3 separate regions of the Macaca mulatta genome follow, and all the other regions are linked to region 3. The links are chromatin contacts, called in public Hi-C maps. All regions are on one chromosome and are shown on one strand. Each heading gives the region's core, a stretch centred on a gene start, on an enhancer-like site or on the middle of the called end of the contact. The rest is flanking DNA. Distances are from core to core; before and after follow the strand shown. Region 1 holds the start of SEMA7A (semaphorin 7A). Region 2 holds the start of C7H15orf39 (chromosome 7 C15orf39 homolog). Region 3 holds the start of LOC144329770.

Region 1 (3,480 bases), core at 402-2,901, 350 kb before region 3:
GGCTAGAGCTGGGATTGCAGAGTGGTGTGCAGGTCTCCTACATGCACAGGCGGCTAGAGCTCTAGCAGGGCTGCTTGGCTTCCTCCAGGAGCACCTCAGGCTGGGTAGCCGAGTTGGTCCCCAGAACACCTCATTCATAGTCCCTGAACCATCTAAATCCTTCTCCCCTCCCTAATGCAGAACCTGGACTGGTCCTGTGCCAGATCAGAGCCCCTGCCTGCACCTAAGCACCCACACTGCTCAGTGACCTTGGGCAAGTCACATTCCCTCAGCTACTGCGGCAGTTCGGGCCACTCGTTTTCTGTATGTTTTTTTTTTTTCCCCTCTGCTAATAATACCTGCCCCAGATAATGCTCAGACTCCCGCAATCCCTGCAAACTGCCAAAGGCATCAAAAGGCTCCCGGTGGGGCTAGACCCGACCAGTCCCCCCAGTCCCCACTGCGACTCCCCCACCATCACCACAGGGGGGCCGCAGACACGCCAAATTTGGGGACAGAGCCGAGTCGGCCTGGGGGCGGGGAGGCATTTGTGTGCAATGCAGGGGAGGGGAGATCAGTTCCTCACGGCAGAAAGCCTCAAACACCCGCCTAGCCGGCTTTCTGTCCCATAGTACAGGGTTTAAACTGAGGTGCCTTGGGGGAGACTCCGGTCCCCCAGGTTCTTATACCTACCCTGGCCTAAAGGCTGCACCCCCGCCCTAGATCCAGCGCCTGGGGGTCCCAACAGCCGTGCCCCACCCAACGGGCACTGCCCCCCAACGCTGGAGCCGATTTCTGGTGACAACTGCCACGTGCGGGCAAGGGGGGAGCAGCCGGTGCCGGCATTGCGGAGGCAGCGCCCTGGTACCCCAAGCCCCCGCACCACACCATGTCCCGCCGCCTAGCCGCAGGGTGCCCACCCCCTTGCCTGGCCCGAGCTCCAGGCCGGGGCGGGGGCGGGGGCAGGCGGCGGGGTCTTTGTTCCCGCTGCCGAAGCGCGGCGGCGGCGGCAAGGGGTCCGCGCCCCCCTCGCCGGCCCAGCCTGCGCCCCGCGCGCCAGCAGAGCCCGCAGCTCAAGAGGAAGGGACCGGGGTTGGTGTCCCGGGCGGGGCAAGGGTCCTGCGCCGAAGCCCCCGAGCCAGAGAACCCAGACTGGCTCGGGGCCGAGAGAGGGGCCCGCCCCCTCCCCTGGCGCCCGGGCGTTGCGGCTCCCGGCTGCCAGAGACTTGGTGCGACTTGGCCGGGGCTCCGGCCCCGCCGCTCGCTCGCCGCAGCGTTACAGCCGGCTCTGGTGTGCCAGCGCACACACTCACACACACTCACCCAAACCCACACGCTCCACGCGAGGACAGCGCGGGGACAGCCCGGGACCCGCAGAGCCAAGCGCACGCACTCCCTCCGGGTGCAGCATACTCCGCACCCGCCCCGCGCAGCGTCTGATCCCGCGCCCGACCAGCCGCGCGGCGCCGCCTACCTTTCCAGACGGCGAAGATGCGGGGTCCGCTCCTTGAGTGGCCTTGGGCGGAGGCGGCGGCCGCCCAGAGCAGCAGCAGCAGCCGCAGCAGGAGCACCGACCGAGCCGGTGGGCCAGGGACGCGGGCGCGCGGTGCGCTGGGGGCGGCACGTCCGGGCGGAGGAGGCGTCATCCCGTGGCCCCGGGAGCGACAGCAGCAATCAGCCGAGACTGAGCCAGCGCCCGGCCGCAGGCAGACCCAAGCGCTAGGAGGCGGAGCCAGCGCTGACCCCACCCCGCCCCTCCCCCCGCCCCTCGCAGCCTTTTCTCGCCTCACTGGCTTTCCTGAGCGAGAGCGGAACCGCTGGGGGAACCTTCGCACCCTCTCCCGGGCAACTCTACGGGGAAAGCCCAGCTGCGGACAAGCCAGACTTGTGGTCTTCTGCCAGGGGCGGCAGGCCCTATCCCCTCTCTGGGCCTCAGTTCCACTCCCTGCACCCCATAAAAAGATTGGCCTAGAAGTCGTGGAGGACCTCTGTCCAAAGGCACAGAGGAGTCCAACACCCAACAACCTTGCTATGGCCAGCTAAGTGGTTCGCACCCTGAGGACTATGGTCCTTGGAGGATGAGTTCGCCTAAGTGGACACGGCTTCCTGCTGAGCCTACCAGCAGGAACAACGATGATATGTGGGGAGCACTCAGGGACCCGCTATTGCTCTGCCTGGGAGAACACTGGAAATTTTTCATCTTGGCCTGGCTCCTTCCCCTCCCTCTCCTTTCTCCTCCCTTCCCCAGCCAGCAGCCTTCTGGGCTGCCTCCCCCCCAGCCAGCTGGTGTACGCTCAGAAAATCCAAACTCATTTCCATGTGAGTGGAGGGGGATATAATTAGGAAGGCCCCTTCCCCAAGTAGAGAGGGGAGCATCCCCCATGCCCAAGACTCACTGTGGGGGAGGGAGGGTGAGAACAGCTTAAGGGGATCTCTGCCCACAAAGTACCTAGGGCTCACCTATCTCAGGCAATCTGACCATTCAGTGGGGACTGCCTTGGGGGTCCAGGCCCAGACCCTCTGCAGTTACCTGAGCAGCTCAGCCAGTTCTGCCATCAGTTCCTCCTCTCAGAACTACGTGCCTGCCCTTTGTAAAAGGGTCTTCTCTCTCTAGACCAGAGACGGCCCAGATCTACCACCTCCACTTGTGCCCCAGGGAACCATGAATGGAAAATCCACCCAGCTCAGTAAGTACTTATCTAGTGTTTACTGAGAAGACAGGATGAGGAAGGAGCAGAGGTGAATATCCAACCTTCAGAACTCACAGACGTAGATATGATTCATGCACTGCAGACACCAGCAAAGGCGGTGGGCTGGCTGCCCTCTGCCCTCTGCCCTCTGCCCTGCTCCATGGGGCCAGGACCATTTGGTTGTTGTTTTTACCCCCTGGAACCAGGGAAGTTTTGCTACCAAGAAGTTTGACTTTACCATTCTACATTTTGCTTCCAGTTGTCCCCTCCCTCTTCCCTGAGAGCCCTGAGGCACCGCAGCAGGCCAGGAAGGTAAACTCAAGGCACCTCCAGAGACAGTGCAGAGCGAGGCTCCTGGCCCACTGGGTGGAGCCAACAGCCCCATGATACCCAGGGGCACAGTGCCCCAGAGAGGGAGGCTGTGGACAGTCTAAGAGCTCCTCCCCAGGCCTGCACCTAAGCCTGTGGCCCTGAAGCCAGCAGTGGAGCCTGGCCCAGGCTAGCCTCTAAGATGGACGTTCGGTTTCATCTGCTAAATAGGTATTGCCCCAGTGTCTCTCCTGTCTATGCAAAGCTAGGGCAAACTAAGAAATCACCTGTCTCTGCCTTTTGGAACTAAGAATTCAAATGGATTCAAAATCAATGATAACATTGCCCATGTGCACAACGACTCACAACACATAACCCATGTTCACCTACATCATCTCTGCCGGTCCTCCACTCTCTTCCTCTCACTGAGGGAAGGAGCATAACTCCATTGCAGAGAAGAAAACTGAGGTACAGGGAGGGACAAGGATGGACCTGCCCAAGG
Region 2 (3,524 bases), core at 888-3,387, 460 kb after region 3:
ACATAATGAGCCAAGGCTTAGGAGCTGACCTTTTACCTTGCATTCCCAGGGAGCCAGGAGAAGTAACCGGTGTCTGGGACGGGGTGGAAGAGGAGTGTGTGTGTCCCATGTGGAACCTGGGCAGACCTGGTGGTGATGGGGGTGGGGTAGGGTGAGAAGAAACCTCCTTTTCTACACTACTTTCTTTTTCTGTGTTAACTCCACCCAGGAAGCCCATATAAGCACAGAGGGTTCCCTTCTCTGCTTTTATTCACACTATTCCTTCTCATTAGAATATCACATCTCTGCAAGACCACAGTGCTGATAAAAACATGTAGAGCTCCCAAGGCAGTTACCTTATATTGATTGCCTTCATTCTCTGTAGGCTCCACACTCCACCATTGGTATAGAGAGGAAAAAGGGCAAGGTCAGAGTCTTCAGGAGCTCATAGTCTGGGGACACTCTATGAGCTTCCTAGAGTTTACAAACAATTTCCCACACTGATGTTGGCCCACACCACAGTTGCTAAGGCACGTCTCTCTCTGCTCCCTTTTTGCAATGAGGAAATTTGAGGCTCAGAAAGTTACAAAGTAGCTCCCAAGTCCCCCCAGTGTTGTGTCCTTTCTTTGGCAGTCCAGGGTGTTTAAGTGATGTGGAAAAGGAACAGACAAGATACTGTTGAGTGGGGCTGCTGTCTGTGTGAGGTGTCCCTGAATTAACACAAGGCTCAGCAGTGCTGCAAATCTTAACTAGCCCCTAGTGTCTCAAGACAGTTTCTCATCCTGGCCTGGTTGGTCCCACTCCAACTCAGGGAAATTGGAGAGACCACTGGGCACATCTGAGCACACAACGTGAGACTCCCAGACCCCAGGGGCTAAGAACACAGCCCTCCTCCCACCCCACTAGCAGGGCAGGAACAGGGTCGCGGGCACGGTGCTGGAGGAGGAGGGCTGAGCAGAGTTGGTAAGGGGCAAGAGCAGGGAATAGCCTGTGACCTCCAACCCTTTCTGAGTGTGTCCTCCCTATATGGTTCCAGACTCTATTTCTAAGGTTCTTCCAGCTCTACATGAAGTGACACTCTTCCCCCACCCCTGCCCCCACTCCCCAGGTGACCTCACTTCCTCTTCCTCTTCCTCTTCCTACCTGCAGCCCCAGGCCCTCCTCCTCAGCTCCAGCTGCTCCAGCTGCTTGGTGATTCTTGGAACCTGCAGCCTCAGGCCTGTTCTGCTCTGACTCAGGCAGAACTTACCTTTGGGATCTGAGGGGATAGTTTTGCTTCCTGAACTGACTCTGGCCTTTGGCATGTCCACCTGCCCTCCCCTCCCCCACTGCACACACCTGTTCCCAGTCCTCAGGCAGCCCAGGAACTTCGTGGGACCAGATTCTTTCAGATAAAGTAGCACTGAGGGGCTCTCATCCACAGTCAGATGGCCCAGGAAGAAGCAGCCCTTCCCCACCCTCCAGCCTCTCTTTGCAACACACCATTCCTGGCTGGGCGTGCTTCCCTCCACCCGCCTCGTAGGCTGCGCGCAGGTCTGCCTCACGGAGGGAGCCTCGCCCAGGCTACTTTGCAAATCCCCCAGCACCCTCATTCCCGGTCGTTCCAGGGATGGGGAGATTGCCGCTTCCTCAGACAGTTGCCCTGCCCTAGCAGGAGTCTGGAAATTGCCCTTATTGACTACACCAAAATGAGGGGACAGATCAAGAAGCCCTTCTCCAGCCCCCTAATACACTAGTGCTGGACAGGGGAATGCCGGCACCTACTGTGTGCCAGATATTTGCAAACACCCTTTTCCAAGTTTACACCGCCACCGCTATGAGGAAGACAGAATTCCACTTTTGCAAATAAGGAAACTGAAGCTCAGCGAGGTCAAGTGGCAGGCGCAAGGTCACATCGCTAGAAAGTGGCAGTGAATGAACGATCTAACGGAGCGACTGAAGGCGCGTGACCGGCCCGCCGGGCACTGGTTCGTGGAGCGTGGCGGGTACCGGCGGTGCACAGCGCCCGCGGCCCGCTCCCGGCAAGCTGGCCCCACGCTGGCCCCGGCACCCGCTGCACACAGGAGCGCAGGCTCCCAGAGGCGGGGCCGGGCTCTGCCCCCACCCTGCGAGCCGCCCCGCCCCCGCCCCGCCCCCAGCCCGCCCCGCCCGGGACCGCAGACGGCGCCCGGCGGCGGCGCGAACGGCAGTGAGGAGGGTTGCTCGGAGCTTGCTGTTCACCGCGACTTCTCGCGCAGGGCCCGGCCGTACTAGGACCCGCGGCCTGGGCGACGCTGGAGGATGCGGACGCGGAGGCGGCCTGGGGTAGCGGCGGCGGGAGACCTGGCGCTCTGCGGGTAGGAGCTCGCCAGCTCGGCGGGCGCGGAAACTTGGGCCGAGTTTGCGGGCGGCGCGTGGGGAAGGGGCGGATGGCGCTGCTCCAGGGCGCCCCTACCGGCCGGCCTGGGGACGGAGCGCGCCGCGTCTGGGCCGAGGGGCTGCAGCTTCTGGCTGCCGCCGGCCCTCCGCGACCGGGCTGCGGGGCAGGGGTGGCGCCGCTGCTCCGACTTTCCCTGGACTTCGAGGCTCCCGGGGCCTGCTAGCGCCCTGGATCTCCGGCGGAGGCCAGGCGCCCAATCTGGCCAGAAGGAACTCAGGCCGAGCCCTCGGGCCTCCCGCAGGGCCCTGCTCAAGTGGATTGCCGGGGGAGGGCGTTGGGGGGAGGTAGGGGACAAGGGGGCACTGGAGGGCTGGGCCTGGGGGCGGCGGGCGCTGAGGCGCCGCGGGGCCCTGGACGCGCCCTGCTGGGATGGGACGGCCCTGCGGTTTTTTCGCCACCTCTTGACTCACCCGTCTGGCCTCAGCCCAGGCTGGCGGGATCGCCCTGAGGCGGAGGCTGCCCGGACCCTGCGGCCGGGCCGCCCCTGCTCCGGGATCTCCAGCCGGTCTGCGGGCGTCGGTGTGGGGCTGGGTGCGCGGGCCTGCCTGCATGCACACGTGTGCCCGGGGCCAGAGCGAGGGGAGAGCGCAGTTCTGGAATGGCGTGTGTGCAGATGTGGGCCATGCACGTACGTGCAGGCACGGGTTTGCATGCGTGGCGGCGGCCTGTGTGTCAGCCTGCTGGATGCACGTGCGTCTCGGCGCTGCCGGGAGGGGCTTGGGGACACCCGGAAGCCCGCCAGGTCGGGCGCGGCGGCAGCCTCAAAGCTAAGTCGGCTGTGGGCCCTAGGCACCAGAGTTATGCTCAGGGCGGCTAGGGCAAAGGGGATAGAGACCGATCCCTTTCGCTTTCCCCTCCACTGGAGAATTTGGGCTGCCCCAGGTTGGATTGTAGCGTCTGGAGAGTCCGGAGCCTCAGGTAGGGAAGGTGGGAGATGGGAGAACATTCGGCGAGGCCCGATTCAGCCCTCCAGGAGAATCCACATGCTGGCCAGAGTTGGGCAGGAATCTCGCTCTTCATCCTGATGTTTACCATCGGCCATCCCTAGGCACCTAGAAGCTGAAAGTGGGAACAGAGAGCTGTTTCCTTTCCCACTGTGTAAGGCAGTGGTAGTGCTGCGGTGGTG
Region 3 (3,879 bases), core at 1,098-3,597:
GAGAGGGTCAGAACTTCCTGGTGCCTACAGGTGCACTGTGCTAAACCAGTGTGAGCATCCTGTGCTGAGAATGCCACATGCATAAGCTGTGGATGCACAGGGACTCAGACTCAGGGGACTGTGGAGAGTCCTGGCAGCCACATATGGATCAGGCTCACCCCTGCAGCACCCCATCTAGAAAAGCCCTTCCAGAGCCAGAAGGGGCTTCTGGGGATGGTTCCTGGAAGGGCTGGATTCTGCCGTTCTCTGAATGACCGATCCGCCCATGCTTTCCAGAAATGGTCCTTTCTTATCTCCTGGCCCTCCAGCCGCTCTCCCTCCCCTCATCCACCCAGGATGTCACTAGGCCTGCTGCCAGTGGCTGCCCAGGGAAAAGGCCAGGAGCTCTGCAGTGAGCCTGTAATCCCAGCCCTTTGGGAGTTTGAAGTGGGTAAATACGCACTACACACAAGCCAGCACCAGGGTCCTCCCACCCAGGGGATGACAGAGGGACTTCTGCTCACCACTGTGCCTCAAGTGCCCTGCTTAACTGTCCTGTGTGAGCTCAGCGCAGCCCTCCGGGGGCTTTTCTTTTCCTGTGCAGGAGGCTCCCTTCCTCGCAGCAGCCATGCTGTCACGTGTTCCTTGCCCCGGGGGAGCAGGAATCTGTCCCGAAACGTCAAGCTGAAAGGCTTCCCGGACACTTGCTACAACTGTGGTCTTCAAATTCTACTAAATTTTTCCAGTGGCAGGATCCACTGTTGAAAGGAAAGCTTCCCACCTTGCCTGTTCCTCCTAACCCCAAAAAAGTCGGGCTTGTGATCTATGGGGAGAAGAACAGCCCCCGCCCCCACACCCATCTGCTGCCCAATTCTTCCCGATCCGTCGGCCCCCAGCCCTGTCCTCAGGTCAGGATCTGCCCGAGTCACTCTCCCCAGCCAAGAACAGGAGCCGAAAATGCAGTGTAGGCTGCCCTCTCCTGGGCAGTTAGAGAAGCACATGTTTCTCATAGCTGCTAGCCTTTATCCAGTGTCTTGGGGACCCCACCCCAAATAAAAAGGCAATCTAAGGAATAAGCGACTTTGTTTTGCAAATACAACTTCAAGACAAGTCTCAAGTCCGTCCTATGCAGAAATTCTAGAGAAGCCACTAAGAGTGGCCAGAGAACAGCCCCCCACTTCCCCTCCCTCATTCCCTGGCCTGGTCCTCATAGACCCACCTGGAGTAGAAATTCCTCGTGAAGCCAGGCATAGTGGCTTCCCAGCACTTTGGGAGGCTGAGGCGAGCTGATCACCTGAGGTCAGGAGTTCGAGACCAGCCTGGCCAACATGGTAAAACCCCGTCTCTACTAAAAATACAAAAAAATTAGCCAAGCGTGGTGGCAGGCACCTGTAATCCCAGCGACTTGGTAGGCTGAGGCAGGAGAATTGCTTGAACCCAGGAAGCAGAGGTTGCAGTAAGCCAAGATCACGCCACTACACTCCAGGCAGGGCGACAGAGCAAGACTCCATCTCAAATAAATAAAGAAATAAATAAATATTCCTCATCCAACTCCCTGCCAGTTCAACTTCTGTTCTCATACTTTCAAGAACAGAGAGCTCACTACCCTCAAGGCTGATCCATTATCTTTTCTGTGCTGGGGTACTGGGAACACTGATGGCACAGATCCATTTGTAACTTCCTGGGACTCTCACACTGCCCACTTAGCTGGAGCAACAGGTGAGAAAACGAGGCTTGCAAGTGCGCCAAAGGCACAGGGATGAGAGCAGCCAGTTCTTCACGGACCTACACCCCCACCTGCCTCTCCTCAGGGATCTTATATTCAAAGGGATTAAATTCCAGGATCTTGGAGATGACTGCAGTCCAGCTGTCCCCTTGCTTCTGCTTTCACTTGAGAATCAGCCAAAGTTCCCCGAGCACCTGCTCTATGCCAGGTCCCTCCTGGCACTTAGCCCCACTTAGTCCTTACAGCTCACTGGAATAGCGACGTGCTAATGCCCACTGGGCAGATGGGGACAGAGGGGCAGGAGGTCACTTGCCCAGGATGACATCTCTAGTCATTTGCAGAGTTGGATCTGGCCTCAAGCTTGCTGGTGGCTCTTGGAGCCCATGCAGAAGTGACTGGGGCAACACATGACCCTCCGACTTGGCATCAATACCTGTGCTTCCCCTCAAAGGGCCTGGGCCAAGCTGAAAGCTGCGGACAAGGCTCAGGGCAGACTGTGAAGTCAGGAGTTTGACCCCAGTCTGCCACATCATGCTCCTCCTTCCTGGCCCTGCCTCCACCTTTGCCCTATCTCTGCCTCCCACCTGGAGGTCCAGGACTGTTGCAACCAGACCCTCCTACCCCAACCATGTCCAGCAGGAGATGGCCCCTGCACCAGAAGCTTCTGAAGGTCTAGATGGAGGGCTAGCAGGCAGAAGGCAAACATCTCCCCCAGCTTGCAGCCCTTCACCGCCGAGCAAACCTAGGACCTGGGGTCTGGGGTCTCTGCAGCTGCCATCTGGTGACCTCCTCATGGGGCAGGAAAAAGAGTTCAGGCTCTGGGGTGGTTCTGTAAGTCACCCTCTGTGGGTCTCCCTTACCCTACAGATAAGATCTAGATGCTACTGTTTTCCTTGAAGGGAGATGATCAAATGAGAGCAAATGTGCAAACACCCAGCACACAGTAGGTATTCAACAGTGTGCCTTCCTACCTGTTCTCACTTTGCTCTTATTGCTCAGGAAAATCTGAGGATGTCAGCAACACTGAGGCCAATCCAGGATCCCCAGGGACCAGTGTGGTGGTGGCCTTCAAATCAGGGAGCAGCCCACGGTACGGGGTCCTGTGGAGTCCCATCAGCCATGTGCTGATCTGGCTCACCCGCTCCCCAGCACCTCACCTAGAAAAGTTCTTCCATAGCCAGATGGGGCACCTTCCAGCTCCCTGCCCTCACCCACCCAGCACCTGCCCTGTGATGCTCCCAATCGGGAACAGTCAGCCGTGGCTCCAGCCCTAGGTAAGTCTGGGACATGGTCCTCCCAGGAGCCAAACAGCTCATCTTTCCCAGAGCAGACATGCACCTGCTCTCCAGGCGTGCCTCTGGGCCAGCCCAACAGGGCGGTGTGACCTTGTCTGCCTCTCTGTGGCTCTCTCATCCCTTCCCCTTGGGCTCTGTGCTGTGGCCACGAGGTGGGGCTGTTCTTCCGCAGACCCGAGTAGACCAACAGGCCAGCGCCACCAGAGACGAGACTGGATTCTAGATTTTCTCTTTTTTTTTTTTTTTGAGATGGAGTCACTCTGTCACCCAGGCTGGAGTGCAGTGGCGCGATCTCTGCTCACTGCAACCTCCACCTCCTGGGTTCAAGCGATTCTCCTGCCTCAGTCTCTGAGTAGCTGGGACTACAGGCGTGAGCCATCACACCTGGCTAATTTTTTGTATTTTTAGTAGAGATGGGGTTTCACCATGTGGGCCAGGCTGGTCTTGAACTCCTGAGCTCAAGTGATCCGCCCGCCTCAGCCTCCCAAAGTGCTGGGATTACAGGCGTGACCCACCAAGCCCGGCCTGGATTCCGCATTCTGAAAGAGGTAGGAGGCAAGTGATCGCCCGGAGGGCAAGGGAAGACAATGGCCTTTGTCTAATCACTGTGAATCTGGCACTTCCCACGCAAGACCTGACCTCATCCTCCCACCCGCCACGATGGGGGTGGGGTCTGGGGGCACCAGTCAGGCTTCTAAGTCACAAACAACAGAGACTGACCTCCAGCTAACATTAGCAGAAAATAAATGCCCTGCTCACAAAGACAGAGAACCAAGCTGGGGATACGGCAGTCACCCAGGGAAGGTGAGGGCTCCAGTGCGGCTGGAACAGGGCACTGCCACCAAACATCATCTCCCTGGGCCCCAGTCACACACCCTG

What was found. Hi-C and Micro-C count contacts between places; a contact is called where the count stands out from the background.
Region 1: a contact with region 3 is called in a Hi-C map of fetal cortex germinal zone, with 2.8 times the contacts expected there. The contact joins the promoter of SEMA7A here to the promoter of LOC144329770 in region 3. A contact is called at or near these places in 3 of 14 Hi-C or Micro-C datasets (fetal cortex germinal zone, fetal cortical plate and liver).
Region 2: a Hi-C map of fetal cortex germinal zone shows a contact between it and region 3, with 4 times the contacts expected there. The contact joins the promoter of C7H15orf39 here to the promoter of LOC144329770 in region 3. A contact is called at or near these places in 3 of 14 Hi-C or Micro-C datasets (fetal cortex germinal zone, fetal cortical plate and liver).

What each region holds. Positions count from the first base shown.
Region 1 is chr7:52,367,321-52,370,800 of T2T-MMU8v2.0, forward strand. SEMA7A (semaphorin 7A) reads right to left here and starts at 1,652. Exons shown (of 14, transcript NM_001266762.1): 1 at 1,454-1,652. The coding sequence starts at 1,625.
Region 2 is chr7:53,171,463-53,174,986 of T2T-MMU8v2.0, forward strand. It overlaps C7H15orf39 (chromosome 7 C15orf39 homolog), which reads left to right and starts at 2,138. Exons shown (of 3, transcript XM_001102160.5): 1 at 2,138-2,315.
Region 3 is chr7:52,712,909-52,716,787 of T2T-MMU8v2.0, forward strand. LOC144329770 reads left to right here and starts at 2,348. Exons shown (of 7, transcript XM_077938803.1): 1 at 2,348-2,486; 2 at 2,705-2,795; 3 at 2,903-2,979. The coding sequence starts at 2,348. It overlaps LOC144329993 (a long non-coding RNA gene), which reads right to left and starts at 617. Exons shown (of 3, transcript XR_013395773.1): 1 at 504-617.